2 separate regions of the Mus musculus genome follow, and region 2 is linked to region 1. The links are chromatin contacts, called in public HiCAR-type maps. All regions are on one chromosome and are shown on one strand. Each heading gives the region's core, a stretch centred on a gene start, on an enhancer-like site or on the middle of the called end of the contact. The rest is flanking DNA. Distances are from core to core; before and after follow the strand shown. Region 1 holds the start of Gde1 (glycerophosphodiester phosphodiesterase 1). Region 2 holds the start of Usp31 (ubiquitin specific peptidase 31).

Evidence for each region. HiCAR-type assays count read pairs that join an accessible place to other places.
Region 2: a HiCAR-type map of astrocytes shows a contact between it and region 1, with 2.4 times the contacts expected there. The contact joins the promoter of Usp31 here to the promoter of Gde1 in region 1. A contact is called at or near these places in 1 of 39 promoter capture datasets (pre-B cells) and 1 of 115 datasets of contacts at active chromatin or transcription factors (astrocytes).

What each region holds. Positions count from the first base shown.
Region 1 is chr7:118,704,470-118,707,001 of GRCm38.p6, reverse strand. It overlaps Gde1 (glycerophosphodiester phosphodiesterase 1), which reads left to right and starts at 1,264. Exons shown (of 6, transcript NM_019580.4): 1 at 1,264-1,612. The coding sequence starts at 1,352.
Region 2 is chr7:121,706,176-121,708,707 of GRCm38.p6, reverse strand. It overlaps Usp31 (ubiquitin specific peptidase 31), which reads left to right and starts at 1,266. Exons shown (of 16, transcript NM_001033173.2): 1 at 1,266-2,072. The coding sequence starts at 1,455.

The sequences.
Region 1 (2,532 bases), core at 15-2,514:
GAAGAGCAGCCAGTACTCCCAATCATTGAGTCAGCTCTCCAGCCCAATAAATGAGATTTAAGGTGGCTTTCTGGGCACACTGAGAAGAGCCACAATCCTTAAGATAAAACCATGATTCACAAAGGTCCCACAAGGAGGTGAACGCATCTTTACTGTCAACGAGATTCCTAGCAAATTGCAGGCTTGCAGATGGAAAAGGAGAAAAGCCATATATTAGACCTTTAGATTTGTTGCTATTTGAACATTCTAACTTGAAGCATCTCCATATAAAAGGAATGTGGGCTACCCATGCAGGAATTCTTGATGCTTAAAGTCAAGAGGCTTTAACCACACTTCTAGTAAGAGCTCTTTTTCCTTCCCACGGTCCCTTAATTTTCCTTGTCTTGTTATCGTGCTCAATACTACTTCCCGCAAGGGGAAGGTACTTTCACTAAATGCAGACATGTGTCCTGGTGGAAACAGCCCTTGCAAGAATGAAGATATTCCAAAGAGACATTTGTAAGTCACCCTTCTTGATATTATTTTGAGGCATGGACCGCAGGAAATTGGAATTTCCTTAGGAGTCTGATTTTGAGAGAAGGAAAGGGCTTAGAGCCTGTGTCCAGCCTGGAAAAAAATGTATCTTTTCTGTAAGTTCAAAGGGTTCTGAAGGTCCCGGACCTTTCTGAACAGACTGGAACTAAGTGGTCAATGATGGGCGGGGCTTCTTAGCCAAGCATGCCTCTTGCCCTCTATTTAAACCTAAACCTCCCGTCAGAACCCTGAAAACGGACTTGTGGGTGTGCTTTACTAGATTTCTTCCCGGTGTGTCCATTTCTCTGCTTTTTACTTTTTTTTTTGTTTGGTTCATGGAGCGTAACTTATTACAGCTCCAGGGTAAGCCTGGCTCATTACAGGCCCTGTCTCTGACCCAGAAGAACTCTGGAAACACTACTGGCACATTTTGAATAAGCAGGTTAAACATCCTGTTCCTTTTAAAGTCAAAGCCTTTAGTTTCCTCGAGGTCAGATACAAGGTCACTAAGAAACTTTGACCGTGTCACCCTCCTTCCACTAAGTCTGAAGGACAGGGTCTAAGTCTTGTCCTCACTTTACATAACCCGAAGCGCCCTTGGAACCCAGGCCTGGGGCAAGGGCCTGCTCCTGTTGCCATGACAGCGGTTCCGGCCCCCCAACGCCGAAGCTCCGGGACTCTGATTGGCTGGAGGGCGGGCTCTTTCTCGAGATGGGTCCGTCGGCGCCATTGTGCAGCGCTGCTCCCAGCGGAGGGTTCCGGCTGTGGCCAGTACCTCGGCGTCTACGCGTCGCCCGGCAGGTCCGGGGCTCCGGTCCGTGCCGGTGCAGGCGCCGGCATGTGGCTGTGGGAGGACCAGGGCGGCCTCCTGGGCCCCTTCTCCTTCGTGCTGGTGCTGCTGCTGGTGGTGACACGCAGCCCCTTCAACGCCTGCGTGCTCACCGGCAGCCTCTACATCCTGCTGCGGTTCTTCAGCTTCGAGCCGGTGCCGTCCCGCCGGGCCCTGCAGGTGCTCAAGCCCCGTGACCGCGTGTCCGCCATCGCCCATCGCGGCGGCAGCCACGACGCGCCCGAGAACACGCTGGCGGCCATCCGGCAGGTGAGCCCCGCGCACGCCTCGGGCCTGCTCCGCCGCTGACATCTCTTCTTCTCCTCCCGGCTCCGCATCCCTCCCCACTTCAGCTATTTCTAGAATTCCGCGGGTAATTGTAAGACTTGGTATGTGCCAGACGCTGGGATGGCAGCCAGGCACGACTCCTTTGACAGGGCTTTCATCTGGGTTGGGAGAGATAACATATGAGGCTACTTTAGGGTGGGGCAGTGCATTATGTAGCAGTAGTTTTCTATGAACTAGATATTTGTGAACTGTGAACTAGAATTACAAGGTTGGAATCAGTGGGAAGTGTTCCAGGATGCCGATGGCAAGTGCAAAGGGCCTGAGGTGAGGTTTATGTTGGAGTGGTAAGGTAGCAACACAACACAACAGGCTTATATGTGGTGCTGGCTTCGAGGAGCAGAACAAACTCTAGTGTATGGATGAATTAAGATATGAACTAGGTCAAATGGGTTCTTGTTAGTAAATGGGATTTCTCTCTTTTTTTCGAGACAGGGTTTCTCTGTAGTCCACTCCTTGAACTTATCAGACTGGCCTCAACTCAGATCCACCTGCCTGGTGGGGTTAAAGTGCTGGGACTAAAGACACCCACCACCACCAACTAGCAAGATATTCTTAATCACCCTTATCACAGGGTGTATTTCTGTCCTCTGTATTACTTGGATATTATCTTTATGGCCTCTTTCCAAATACACCTTCATCATAGTCGTCAACCCTGGCAGCCAGACTCCTCTGTCAATATTTGCTTCCCCTTTCCATAAGGCACCCAGGAGAATTTTAATAGCCCTTTGCCCTTGGAAGCCTTCTGTTTTCAGATTAATGTCAGCTTGTATGGCAAGAGCATTTCAGTGGATTATGGACTTCAGTGCACTACAGTCAGCCTTCATACGTGTTGGCCTTGCATC
Region 2 (2,532 bases), core at 17-2,516, 3.0 Mb before region 1:
AACCAGGGCTCAGGCTCATCTCTTAGCAAAGAGAACATACAAAGAGAAGGTCAGAAACCAGTGGATTTTGAGTAGTAGGCAGCCTTAATGCACGCTGTTCTCCCATGCAGTTTTTTTTCCTTTAAAAAAAATTGAACCAACATTTAAAAATAGAATTTCCACCTTTTCTCTAAAAATCAGCTGATCTGGCAACACTAAGCCCTCATTCTCACATGGGAACAACTGACTGGAGGTGAGCGAAAGCCATCTCTTTAGAAGAATGTTAATTAGCAGGTTGCCGCTGTCCACAACATTTCTTGTATTCCCAAGATATGTGAAGTATGACCTGATCAGCAGATGACCGACCCCTCACCAGGATTCTTTGTTCATTGCTATGACCTATCTAGCCTCTGCGATAGTAGTGCATCTGTGACCCTTGGTTTAAAGGTTAAGTCTTTGAGCCAAACTTGGGTTTAAATGAGATGTCAAAGGCACTGAACTGAAAACCAAGGAAGGTATTCCATGATTGGCATAGTGTGTGGAATACAGAGGTAATCATGAATGAATACCTACTGAGAGTGTACACTATAGGAAGGCAAGCAGAAACTCAGTTAGTTTCAGTCTTGTCGTATCCTTAGAGTTTAGTACAGTATTTGGCAAACAGCAAGTGTTCAGTTGCTATATTTACTGAATGAATGGATGGATGAATGAATGATTGAATGAATGAATGAGCAAATGCTCAGTTTATTGAGTGATTAAAGGGAGAGCTCAGAGGATTTAAAGGCTGTATTTTACAAAACTTTTCAGCAAGGCAATTCTAATAATATTACTTTGCTGAGACCTCAAGGTACATCCTGAAAGAAAAGCCCACCAGAATGTGCCAGCTCCGTGACCACGTTCGGGTGGGTACGCGGCAGTCCCTCGGGAGCCAGGCTGAGTTAACCCGCCTGGGACAAGACAAAGCTGTATCTATCAGCTCCTCTGCCACCTGGTACGTGGCAGCTTGATTTCAGTACTTTCTCTAGATCTTTTCTATTTGACAAGCAAAGACAGAGACCCACCCCTAAAATCCACCATCCAGCGCCTGCCCTAACGTTTAGGACCGTGCCCATACTAAACATGGCCAGTCTTGAGCTTCAACACGCAGAACCACGCCCTAAGCCGAGGGAGTCCTTGAATCAGGGTTCAGGGAGAGAGCTGTTCCCACAGTCAATATGGCGGCCTCGCAGCTTCAGTGCGGGGCGGGGCTGCGATGCCAGCGAGTCACGTGAGCTGCCCACTTGGGCGGCCGCGCGACGCACGCGCGCCCCTCGGTCGCCGCTCTCTTGCTCGCTCTCTCCGCGGCGCTCTGAGGTGGTGTAGGGCGTGAAGCCCCCCGGGCCGGGTGAGGCGCAGGCGGCGGGATGCGGCGGCGGCCGTGGCGGAGTCGCGGTCCGGGCGGACTGGCGCGGTGATGAGCGTCGGCAACCGCCGCCATGTCCAAGGTAACGGCGCCCGGGCCCGGGCCGCCGGTGGCGGCGGGCGGGAAGGAGAAGCGCTCGTTCAGCAAGCGGCTGTTCCGGAGTGGCCGCGCGGGGGGCGGCGGCGGCGCTGGCGGCCCCGGGCCGGCCGCGCCCTCGTCGCCGTCGTCGGCGCGCTCGGTGGGCAGTTTCATGAGCCGCGTCCTCAAGACGCTGTCCACGCTCTCGCACCTCAGCTCCGAGGGCGCCGCCCCGGACCGCGGCGGCCTCCGCAGCTGCTTCCCGCCCGGGCCGGCCTCCGCGCCCACGCCGCCGCCGTGCCCGCCGCCGCCCGCCTCGCCCGCGCCTCCCGCCTGCGCCTCGGAGCCGGTGCCCGGCGTGGCGGGGCTCCGCAACCACGGCAACACGTGCTTCATGAACGCCACGCTGCAGTGCCTCAGTAACACCGAGCTCTTCGCCGAGTACCTGGCTCTGGGCCAGTACCGGGCGGGCCGACCGGAGCCAGAGCCGGAGTCGGAGCAGCCGGCGGGCCGCGGGCCGCACGGCCAGGGCGAGGTCACCGAGCAGCTGGCGCATCTGGTGCGGGCGCTCTGGACGCTGGAGTACACCCCGCAACACAGCCGCGACTTCAAGGTGAGCCCGGGGCGGGGGGCCTTGGAGCTCGGGCGCTTCTTGGGCTCCTCCTCTTCGGGCCGGGAGGATTTCTGCGCTGGATGCTCAGAGAGTTCTGGAAGATAACCCAGATGACAAAGGAACGCATTCCTCCCACCATTCATCCAGCCAGCTTGGCTTCCGAGCGCCAGAACATGGGCGCCAGGTCCTGTGATCCGCCTTGGGGATGGATGTTGCCAGGACCAAGACCCTGCCTTCATGGAACTTCAATCTTTGGAGCGGGTATTGGTGGGAGAGTATCTATCCATCTGGGTTCGAATCCGGCTTCTGCTTCTTAAGTAGTAAACCACTGAGCCTCTTTATGCTCCCGTTTACCTGGTACTTACGTTTAGCAAGTTGACAGGTTACGTTGGACAGCGAGATTACCCAGTTTGGGCACTTCTAGCGGGTTCAGTGTGATACATAAAGTGCTTTAGCTATG